Regions from separate parts of the Zea mays genome. Here region 2 is linked to region 1. The links are chromatin contacts, called in public Hi-C maps. All regions are on one chromosome and are shown on one strand. The core of a region is the stretch at or near the end of the contact, and the rest is flanking DNA. Distances in the headings are between cores, read along the strand shown.

Region 1 (6,456 bases), core at 3,326-5,825:
TAAAAATGTTCCTGCGCAACACCCCCAACTTCTCCTCCGCCGATTCAATTTACAAACTACCTGTTTTCATTAAATTGAATCCATATTCTTCATAATGAGCTTCAGGAAGGTGTTTTTCAGATCTTTGGCACAAGGCCTCCAAATTGGTAAGACTTGTGGCCTTCCTTGTGGCATAGCCTACAAATCACAGTTTCTCCCTCCATAGGCTTGTTCACTCCCGCAGTGGTGTTATTCTAAGAAGGTTAGATTTGTTTGGCTTTGCCTTTCTTGTCATACAGGGCCTTGCCAAGGCGAGCCACCTCTTGCTTTAATTGCTCATTCTCCATTGCAATATCATCCGAACATGTTTCTATAACAACATTCTTAATAAGAACTTGATTGCAGGGGTTAGAATCATCAATTAAATCAAAACAAGAAGTAGAAGCATCTTTCTTAATAATTTCAGGTATTTCAACCAAAGATACTCCTGGGGTGCTAACAATGCCTTCTAGCTTAGTAGTTAGCTCATTATTGTGTATGCTAAGAATTTCCATTTTCCCTAGCAAATTTTCAATGGCTTCTTGGGAGCTAGCTAACTTAGCCTTAAGTTTTTCATTCTTTTTAATAAGGCTATCATCGGTAGCTGAGGATGGAGCACTAGACTCTAATTGCTCAATTTTAGTTGATAGCTCACAATTCAAATTTGCAAATGTTTCAAAATTTTCTAGTAAACATTTATAATCATTTTGAGAGCTAATCAACTTATTTTTTAAAGTTTTAAGTTGAGCCTTTTGTTTAGTGCATACATCCTGAAAAAATTTTATGACTTCCGCAAGCTCATCTATGGAGGGCTTTCCCTCACCTTCATCATCACTAGAGGATGGAATACTCATTTTACCTCTTGCCATAAGGCACTTGCGTGATGACCGTGATGAGGATCGGTGGCTGCACGTCCTTGGAGGTTCATCTTCGCTTGAAGAGTCATCCCAAATTTTGACACTTGTAAGCGCCTTGCATTTGCTCCTCCCCTTCGTGGGTTATTTGGACAATTGTCCCTGGAGTGGCTCTTCTCCCCGCATGCGAAGCATCCTCTCTTTGTTTGCTTTTTCCTGTCAATGTTAAAGAGAAGATCCTCGACCTGCAAGGGCACACCCATTAGATTAATCTTGCGAATCATCCCCATTACCTTTCCAACGCGCCGGATTGTTTCTTCGTCCTCGAAGGTTGATGTTGATGGTTGATTATCATCATCATCATCACTTTCTTCTTCTTCCTCTTCATCACTTGTGAAACTTGGAGCAGGAGCCTTCTTCTTTCCTTTACTCTTTTCATCACATGCAAAAGCATATGGCCTTGAAGAAGTTGGCTCCTCTTGTCAACCCATTTTTCATGACATCTCAAATTCCGCAATTTTCCCAATCACAATGGCCGGGATCATTTGACTAAAGTCCTCCATGTTGTGAAGAATGGTGATGATGCTCCCATATCTTTGTTGTGGTAGTAGGGAGATAATCTTCCTCACAATGTCCGCATCACCTAGCTTATTAATGCTAATAGAATTGAGCTCATTGATGATTAGATTCAAACGAGAATACATATCTCTAATAAGCTCATTATCCTTCATAGCAAAAGAATTGTACTCATTTAAGACTAGACAATGTTTTTGCTCATGGACATAGAATGTGTCATCATGAAGCTCATGCAATTTTGGCCAAATCTCATTAGTAGTTTTTATTGTAAAAACTTGATTAAAAATATCCATGCTAAGAGATTCATACAAGCAATTTTTGGCTCTAGCATTTAAATGAATTTCTTTTTCCTCACTCGTGGTGGGGTTCTCGAGATTCTTGGGAGGTTTCATCCCGTCACGAGTGACTCTCCAAACACCTAGATCAACGGCCTCTAGGTAACAAGCCATTATAGCACTATAATATGGGAAGTTAGTGCCATCGAAGTGTGGTGGCCTACGGGTATCCATCCACTTTCTCTAAAAAGTGTTGACTCTTTTAGCGGTGAAGCTAAAGTGTTTCAAATGAGCCAAACCAGGCTTTGATACCAATTGAAGGAAACAGTGATGCCTAAGAGGGAGGGGAGTGAATTAGGACTTTTAAAACTTTCTCTAAACTAGGCCATAAATAAAACCTAGAGCAAAACCTATGCAAATAATCAAACCAGAATGTGCAAACTAGGTTTTGTCTAAGTGTTGCTATCTCTACCGCAAAGGCTAAGTTTCAATCTAAACAATCTACCAAAAAGACAAGATTGAAACTTAAATACTTAATGTAAATGCGGAAGGTAAAGAGCAAGGTAGAGATGCAAATTCTCGTGGATGATGCCGATATTTTTACTGAGGTATCTCGAACCACGCAAGGTTCCGACTAATCCTCGTTGATACCCCTACGCAAAGGGTAGCCCACGCGAGGGCCAAGCACCACGGTCGAGTAACTCCGTAGAGAGTCACGGGCCTTCTCCACGTGCAAGTGGTGCTCTGCTTCTGGCTCCTCTCGGACGCTGTCCGCCGTCTCCACTATCGAGCTTTCGGCTGAAACACCACGGGCCTCGTTCCCTCTGGTACACGGTGGCGGCCGTAACACAAACACAGTTGTCACGGTCTCGCAAGAGTCTCGCCCCACTCGGTACAATTACAACGACTCACGTAAGAGCCGAGGGGTTGTGTGGTTTTTCTAAACTCACTCAACTGACTAGGATTCACCTAGAGCAAGCGCATAAGCGGTCTAACTAACCTAAACACTTCACAAAGCATCTACGCTAATCACTGAGTGATTCTATTAAGCACTTTGGTGTTTGAGCACTTGGAAATGTCTACAATATGCCTTGATATGTTGCTTGGGCTCCCACACCTTGAAATGGCCGGTTGGGGGTATTTATAGCCTTCCCCCACAATTATAGCCGTTGGACAGAAGCAACAGTTTTCTGTCGATGGGCACACCGGACAGTCCGATGCACACCGGACAAGCACTGTTCACTGTCCGGTGCCCTGCCACGTCAGCCGACCCTTGGGGTCTGTAGCAGTCGATCGTTGGATCTGACTGTTACCCAGACTGTCCGGTGCTACAGACTGCCCGGTGTCCCACCGAACAGTCCGTTGTGGGCCTCTCTGCGCAGACTGCCCGTTGTCCCACCAGACAGTCTAGTGTACATCGGACATGTTACTGTTCAACTGTCCGATGCACCACTAGTGCGCTGGCTGACTGCCCACTTCATGGATTTCTTCGCTGTTTCTTTTGGGCTTCTTTTCTTCTTGAGACTTGGGCTTCTACACATCTTTTATGTCTTCTTTTAAGGTGTTGCATCCTTAGTGTCTTAGTTCAATCCTCTTCGCATCCTATAAACATAAGCATTAGCAAACATATTAGTCCACATGTTATGTTGATCATCAAACATGAAAACCTTTTGAGCCAAACGGCCCGAGTCCATTTTCCTTACACAAACAAAGAGCACAACTGTATCATCAAGATGAGGCCTCTAGGTGCACATAGGACAACATCATTGACCATTTCATGTAAAAATTCCAAGCTAACCACATGAAAAACAAACTCGCAACAACTATACCTAGCATAACAAAGTAGATAGGACATCCTCAAATCAACCAAAATAGGCTAGAACAAATCAAGAACAATATGTATTGAAGGAAACCCTAACAGAATCAGGGACCAGGAAAAATAGAAGATTGCGGGTGAATTTCACCTTGGGTTCGAGGTCGTTGCAATAGAGAGGAATCAGATCTGAAAGTAGAGGAAGCCGATCGGCATGGTGGGGGAGCAGATGGGGACGAAGAGGAGAGGAAGAAGTCCAACAGCTCGGAGTCCTTGCAGTCGCTGGAGCAGCGTCACGCCGACGAGTCTCGAAGTTGGGCGAACAGAGTCGAAGGCCACCGATGGAGGTCGCCGGCACCACACACCACTGCTCAGCACCACCGGTATCTCACGAGAGAGGAATGAGGGCAACGAGCTCAAAGAGTAAGGAAGGACACACAACGAAATCAGCTTAAGTACGAGAGGATTCGTCGATACTGAGCGCGTGCGGAGGTTTCACCTTCCCGCGCGAGCCACCAGCCACAAAGGAAAATAGCTCGTCTTGTGCTGCGCACAGCCAAGCTTTGAGAAAACGAACTGCTAACTGTTTCCCCACAACCATGCAAAAACTTAGACTTTGCACGCGTATGACTTAGGGTATGCTTGGTTTGCAGTCTGAAAATTTGCCTAGGCCAAACAATACTTTCCAGGCGTAGAATTTTCATCGGCTGGGCTCAAATTGTTGCCTAGATGAAAAGGTGCCTTGCATACAGTAACCAAACACACACTTAACTACTTAAACCACACGAGAAAATTTGTAGCTCGAGAGCACAGTGGAGTCTCAAACAGTCAAACATGCCCTTTGTAACTGGAGGCTGGAGCCCTTCAAAGAAAAAAAAAAACGGGGGCCCCTCATCGGCCTGCCTACCTTTGCCGAAATTGTGTAATGCGCGTGGCGGGCTGGATTTCCGCGTCCCGTACTCGTCCAAATTCTCCTCGTCTCGTCTCCCATGTGACCCATCCAACCGCCCTCTCCTCTCTTCCTCTTCCTCGCACCACCTCCACCACCACCCTCCTCTCTTCTCGCCTCCACCACCAAAAGGGGTGAGAGGCACGGGGACCGCCCGCCTCGCTCGCTGGCCTGCACACTGGATTCGGCGCCGCGGCGGTAGTTGCAGCGGCGGCCTGGCAGGGAGATGTCTTCACGCTCGGGGTCTACGAGCGGCGGGAGCACCGGTGGCGGCAGCAGCGCAGGGGGAGGCGCCGCGGTGCCGCTGGCCTTGCTGCTGAGGCGGGAGGTGGCCAGCGAGCGCACCGCATCGGAGCGACCGGAGCTGCACTCGGGCCTCTTCAGCCAGGCCAAGAAAGGCGAGGACTTCACATTCCTCAAGCTCGAATGCGAGCGCGTCCCCGGCGTCCCGTCCTCCTCCTTCTCCGCCTTCGGCGTAAGCGCAGCCCCCCGTTCTCTCTCTCTATCCCCTCCCATCGCGATCGCTGCCCCCGATCTGGCGTCACGTGGATCGCTGCCATGCCTGGAGGCATCTAGGTGGGGTGGCGATGAACGATCGGCTAGGGTGCGCCAAATATTATAGGTTTCAGGGTGAATTTCGTATTTGGGATATGTGGGTGTCGGCAATTAGGATTCGTCTCGTGCGGAACAGGAGCTCTGATTTTGCCATTTTGGGTCGCATTTCACTTATCCTTGGTATGGAACATCCATGACAACCCTTCACGGTCTACTCGCATCGATGTATAAAAGAAGGGTAACCCATAAAGGAATGCCTTCATGCGATGCTCCTTCTACGCCAACGTAGGTGGTTAAAAGTGTTTATATAGGAAAATGCATGCTTGAGCTTGGATCACCAAACAAGCCCTATTTCTAAGCGCTGTCTTCATGTTACAGCTGTTTGATGGGCACAATGGGAACGGGGCCGCAATTTACACCAAAGAGAATCTCTTGAACAACATCTTGAACGCGGTCCCTGCTGATCTCAACAGGGAAGACTGGCTTGCTGCACTCCCAAGAGCGCTGGTTGCTGCATTCGTTAAAACGGATAAAGATTTCCAGACTAAAGGTGTGTGATACAAAAACTAATGCACCATCGATTAATATCTATTTATTGTGTCGATGAACTTGTCTATCTGTCTAGGTTCTTTTCCTTGTCTGTTATCTTGTAGAGACAACATAAATAAGATTGAGATCTGATATCATAATTTCGGATGTTATTGTGTCTATCGCCACTGTCATACATACACAACATATTCGTGTAGCACATATCTAAAATCTATTTTTTAGAACAACGCAGGAGAACTGTGTGTCATTTCATTAAGGAAGAAAATAATTTGTTACAATGGGGGTTATAACACCCCCAACACACTTGAAACACACTACACAACAACTGAACACAACCACCCTAAGACCACTCTAGGCCACACCAGCCTAATGGGTAGGAGCCTCCCATAGGAGGAGCTTCATGGGGTTAGAAGCCCCAGCCAGGCACCACATATGGGAATCAGCGGTCACTTGAGCCTAAATCGTTTGAGTCCAAGGATGAGCACCATTGAACACGCAAGCGTTTTCTGTGCTTCCACAACTCGCAAGTGACCAAGATGGCCAAGGAATTGAACCCTTTTTTAAACTCTTTGGGGATAGCAGCTGCTGCCTTACTCCATCAGGACCAGAACCGGCTAGAGGCATCGGGGCGTGGAACCATGTTAAGGTTGAGTTTCCTCAAAATCCTTTCCCAAACTTCTCTGGACAGCACACAGGAGAATAGAATATGCTGAATGGTTTCCTCCGCCTAATCACAAAACCGGCATGCTGGCTGATGGGGCAGCCCTCGCTTAGCCAACCTATTTGAGGTCTAGCACCTATTGTTGATAGCCAACCAAGCAAAGAACTTGCAATTTGCTAGAGCCCAACTTTTCTAGATTTTTCTCC
Region 2 (5,950 bases), core at 2,792-5,291, 540 kb before region 1:
CTTCCCAATAGTTGATCCATTCAACCCATGCAGTGCTTCTTCAGCATCAACTCTACAACAGAAGACAAGAATGTTTTACGCAATCTAAAATTTACAACAAAGTAGAAACTTAATAAACAGTTACCAATCAGATATTTGTTATGATATTATGATGTAAAGTGCAAGATTCAGATACATTATCTCAGATTTACCTGTTTACAAATTGAACAAACCCACATTGTTTCCCAAAAGGAATTTTGACAGAGGCAAGATCACCATATTTTGCAAATGCTTTCCTCAGTTCATCTTCGCTAACATTGGGGTCAAGCCCACCAACATATACCTATAGCGTTATAACAAGTATTGAAATAGCACTTCAGTTCATCATCCTAGAATGTGAGGACAACCATATAAAATATTGACTACAAATATACGTTGTTAGTATTTGGATCTGTTACAAAAAAATGATATTAGTTAATTAGCTTCCAAAAGCATTTTTTCGAACAACGCAGGAGAACTGCGCCTCATTATATTAAGAAGGAAAAAAAAAGGTCTAAGGAGATCAGGTACAATAGGACAGACTTCCTTACGGAGGCCGAAAAACCAGAAAACCAAAATAATCCATCTGAAACAACAAACTACTACTGGTCTAAACTCCCCCCAGACGGTATCTATTCAGCAAAAGTGGCTTACGAAGGATTCTTCATGGGATATACCTATTTCAACCACTATCCTAGGGTGTGGAGAACCTAGGCCCCGCCTAAATGCAGATTTTTTTTCTTTGGCTTGTTGCGCATAATAGGTGCTGGACCGCTGACATATTAGCTAAAAGAGGGCTTGATCACCCTCCGAAATGCCCTCTATGTGATCAAGAGGAGGAAACTTTAGACCATCTCCTGGTTTCCTGTGTTTCTCAAGGATTTTCTAGTTTCAGCTGCTGAGGACTTTTGACCTTCATAGGATCGCCCCTCAATTTGGTTTGGCCTCCTTCATGAGCTGGTGGGAAGAAGCCTCTTCTTCGGTCAGTGGTCTGGTTAGAAAGGGACTGAATTCTCTGATCGCTTTGGAGGCTTACATTATTTGGAACCACCGCAACAGATGTGTCTTTGATAACTGGATCCCTAATGTGTCTTTAGCCATTAGGATGGCTCTGGAGGAAAGATGGATGTGGGAAATGGCTGGGGCTAAAGGTCTTTCCTATATGTCTGCCCCCCTTCTTGAGGTTTAGCCTCGGAGGATGTTTTCATCAGTAGTAGTTTGTTGTTTCAGATGGATTATTTTGGTTTTTCGACCTCTGTAAGGAAGTCTGTCTTATTGTATCTGGTCTCCTTAGACCTTGTTTTTTCTTCTTAATATAATGAGGCGCAGTTCTCCTGCGTTTTTCGAAAAAAAACTCCCCCCGAGGCTAAACCTCAAGAAGAGGGGCAGACAGATAGGAAAGTCCTTTAGCCCTAGCCATTTCCCACATCCATTTTCATCCAGAGCCATCCTAATGACTAAAGACACATTAGGATTCCAGTTATCAAAGACACATTTGTTGTGATGGTTCCAGATAATGTAGGCCCCCAAAACAATCAGAGAATTGAGCCCCTTGCTAACCAGACCTCTGACCGAAGAAGTGGCTGAAATAGGTAGATCCCATGAAGAACCCTTCGTAAGCCACTTTAGCTGAATAGTTACCGTCTGGGGCAATACTGAACACATGTTTGTCTTCAATAGAAGGCTGCAACACTATCTCAAAAGAATTTTTCATATCACTATATACTTTTTTTACTTTTTGCGGAACATATTTAGCTCCCAAAAGCATTTTGCGTCGCTATATACTTTTTTCACCTTCCGCAAACATATTTTCCCAAAAAAAACTAATGATGAAAGGCATGCATGAGAGAACTTTCCAAGTCCAACAGCAAGTAAAGTAGAGCGAGGCTAGTAATAACTCTTATCAGTAAACAGATGCGCTTAAGATAACCAAACCCACTAACAAGTGGAGCATACCGTCCTGTTAGTAGAGTCAACATGAGATTGCCTTGGTGGAGAAGTGCCAGAATCACCTAAAATAAGCAACTATAAAATCAAAAGGCATGTCAAATGGGAAAATTATGTTTAAAAAAAACCTGCACACCAGCCGATAGAGCCCCAATTACTGGAGTAGATGATAGGAAAACCAGGCCCCCAAAATATGACCTATTTGAAGATGTATGCACGATGCATGTAGTAACATGTTACATCTACCCAAAATATTGAAATATAACCACCACCTTAAAAACTCATAGCATTGAGCAATAAAGAATAGATATGCCACAAAATTGATTGTTACAACTCCCAGTTATATGTGTGGAACTCATTGCATATTTGTAACAGGGAAATTTCTATGGTAGCAATAAAATTCTCAACAGATAGCATTGACTAATATATAGTCAAGATCATGGAATATGGAAAAAAGCATTATAGATTTGTAAAATAGTAACTGGAGTCACAGCCTAAATAAAAAACTTCAATTCTGGAAATACCTTGAGATCTTCTAGGAGTCGCTGGTCCTACACGAATTGGTCTTGTGGAACAGTAAACACCATTCATTTCAGTCATTGCATGAATTTTGTCATTATCATCTCCAAACCTAACAAAGCCGTAGCCTCTAGAACGGCCTGTGTTTGCATCAATAATAACTTTAGCTCCTTTCACCGATCGGTATTTGTTAGAAAAAAGTTCCAGCAACATCGCATCAGTAACATCAACAGCCAAATCGCCAACAAATATCGAGTGATCAGACGAAATTTCCGAGCGTTTTTCTCCCATACTATATGATGCCCAGTTTAACTTAAAAGCCCGGTCAGTATTAGGCATTACGTGACCAGAAAAATTCTGCAGTGCCTTCTCTGCTGAAACGTGAGTATAAAACTCTATAAAACCATAACCCTCAGAAACTCCCGAGTGTCTATTGCGAATGACTTTAATATTCACCACCTACAATAGCAGATGAATAGTGATACAGCAATTAGTAACGCATGGAGAAAATGGTAACGTAATGATGGAGCAAATCTCTCAAAGAAAAGACAACAAAATCTTACTTGATGCAGCAAAGAAAAGGGTAAACCATTTAAGCCAAACATAGTGGTCTTAACTGAAAAACTGATGACTTCACTACCTTATAACAACACAATAGCAGATAACTAGCTAATTGGCAATCAGTAATGAATGGAATAAAAGATAGTTAGTGGTAGAGCAAGTCTCTCAAAGAAACACAGACATTCGTGAACAATATATTAAAGTGATAATCCATTTAGATCAAATACAGTAGCCTTAACTGAGAATGTGACTACGTTGCTACCTTACCAACACAATTCAACAGAATAATATCACATATTCCTTTTTCGTTACCAAACCAGGATTTGCCGCAAAACTACGCCACTAAGCCTGTTACAGCACAGTATAGACGAATCAACACTAAGCCATGGAATAAACCTAGCTGGATTCGAGAGATCCAGTACGGATAATGCTGGATCAGAGGAGGAGCAGGCTCTGTGAGAGAGAAGGAACCTCGCCGCTAGAGCCGAAGCAGCTGTGAAGATAGTTTTCGTCCATCCAGTACTGCAGGTCGCCCACCCAGATGGTCCGGTTATCCTCGCCCCCGTTCCCGCCGGATCCAGTCGGCGGCGGCGGTGTTACCGAGGACGGCGGCGTAAAATGCTTCACAAACTGCAGAGAAGGTGGCGGCGGCGCGGCCACCATGGGATGGTGTGGAGGAGGGTATGGGATGACCACCCACCGCGGTTGCGGCATATGGTGATGCGGATGCAGTGCGTGCGGGTGAGGCGACGCGGCCGCCACCGCTGCCGCGGCGTGCGCGTGGGGGCGGGAGGGCGCCGCCGCCGCAGACGCCGAGGCCGGGGCGTCGGTGGGGGCAACTGCCGCTGCCATCTGCATCGCCGCCTCCGGGGGGTGTGGCTGGAGCCGGGAAGGGGCGGCCGCGTGTGTCGAACTGTCGAAGCTCGCGGGGGTGGTCGGATGGAGGCGGAAAGAGAGGAGAGAGCTCGTGCGCAGAGGCTGACGCTACATTTTTATATGTCGTTGCTGAGAGATCTCGGCCGTGCGATCTAGGATTTCGCGATGGCGCGGCCGTTCGATGGGTGGGCGTTGAAGACACTGACGCATGGGCCCGGTAGGGTACGGAGTAGGAGATTTTAGGGAATGGTCGAATGGGGTGGTGCGCTGGCGGCTGGCCGCTGGCGCTGCTGCTACTTTTGTGGATATGCGGGCATGCGGCTGATGTTTTGCTATTTCTGGACGAAATGTGGCTCAGTTACCAGGCAATAATAGGCTGGGCCGGTAACTGGACTTGAAGTGACTGTCTGTAGATTTGGAACCAGTCGCATTAAAAAACATGGAATGCTACAAAATCATTAATTTCAGTAGCAGATTACGTGAAAGTAATTAGCATGACGTTTGGGCATGTATAATCTATGGACGAAGCTAGTCTTTAGATTATAACACGTAACTATGGTCATGATTGTTTCAGCTTTTCATAAGTTCTGGCCACCAAAAGTTGATGTTGAATACCAAATACCCAACTTTTATAAAACTTGATTTGTTAAAAACTATCCAAAATCAATATAAACACATAATTCGTCGAGTTATTGTAATAGTAGGAATCCATTACTTTCTAGATCCTGAACCCTATGAATATATTCATCTTCCTCCGCACATAATTCTAACGATAATCAAATTCTCTCCACAATCAGATTCTTCTCACAGCCAGATTCTCATAAAAGTTGGTCAGAAAAAAGTTGAACCAAACAGACCATATATCTATAGCACTATATAATTCACCAGTTTAAACTTTACAAAACACAGAATCAAATCATCCACACAATCATATCATCCATTATATCCACCAAACAAATTACATCATACTTAACACAAAATCAAAACCAACGATTCAGATCGATGGATAACATCTTCTCTCTTACTCAAATCCATGTACAATATTATTTGGATCTTACATCATCACTCATTCCCCCTCGTCATCGTCGACCTCTCTCCTCCATCTCTGGGATCATAGCGTTAGCACGGACTATATGCTAGTATACAATAGGTTATTTATTTAACTGTTTGCAAGGTATTTAATGCTTGCATATAGACACAATCCATTTTAGTATATATACTACCATGTTGCTAATTTAATATGAAATGGAACAAACACAATAAGATGAAAATGATTATAATATTTCTTAGAACTATCCACATAAATAATATATTATATATTTATATAACATGCGGTAATGTAATTTTCAGTAACCAGATATAGCATAACATGATAGTAGCCTAAACTCCCTTATAAATTCGTCTAAAGGCTTGTTTTGATCCAAGAGTTAAAGCAAATTGACTAAAGTTTAGCTCCTCCTTAGGAGCTAAAAGTGACTAGGATACTTTTTTACTATTTTAAACTCACTTAACTAACTTGGAACAACCTAGAGCAAAAGCGCAATAGTAGTCTAACTAACCTAAAGCACTTCGCAAAATACCTACGCTAATCACCTAGAGCAAAAGAGCAATAACGGTCTAACTAACCTTAGAACAAAACCTATGCTTTCTCTACTAGCTCTTTAATCTTCCGCATTTACTCTCTCTCTCTCTACTTAAGTTGCAATCTCTACTCTTCTTAGTGTATAATATAAAGGATTGGAACTTAGGTTGCATAACTCCTTTTGTGGTAGAGATAGCAACACATAGACAAAACTTAGTTTGCACATTCTAGATTGCTTATTTACATAGGTTTTGTTCTAAGGTTTATTTTGTGGCCTAGTTAAGAAAGAAGTTTTTAGAAGTCCTAATTCACCCCCTCTTAGGCGTCACCATTTTCTACAAATGCTACACAATGTTTTGTATTTATACTTAAGTTGCATGAAACAACTCAGTTGCAAATTGAAAAGATGAACGAAAGTATTGCATTGCTACTAGTAAAGGTAGGAAG

The links. A called contact is a pair of places that touch in the nucleus more often than the background predicts.
Region 2: a Hi-C map of tassel shows a contact between it and region 1, with 4 times the contacts expected there. The contact joins the promoter of LOC103653663 here to the promoter of LOC100382524 in region 1. A contact is called at or near these places in 3 of 25 Hi-C or Micro-C datasets (leaf, root tip and tassel) and 1 of 3 datasets of contacts at active chromatin or transcription factors (leaf).

What each region holds. Positions count from the first base shown.
Region 1 is chr4:127,243,151-127,249,606 of Zm-B73-REFERENCE-NAM-5.0, reverse strand. It overlaps LOC100382524, which reads left to right and starts at 4,575. Exons shown (of 9, transcript NM_001361654.1): 1 at 4,575-4,960; 2 at 5,419-5,590. The coding sequence starts at 4,712.
Region 2 is chr4:127,780,693-127,786,642 of Zm-B73-REFERENCE-NAM-5.0, reverse strand. LOC103653663 (polyadenylate-binding protein RBP47) reads right to left here and starts at 4,041. Exons shown (of 6, transcript XM_008680491.2): 1 at 3,517-4,041; 2 at 2,490-2,943; 3 at 1,975-2,030; 4 at 192-322; 5 at 1-52. The coding sequence starts at 3,903.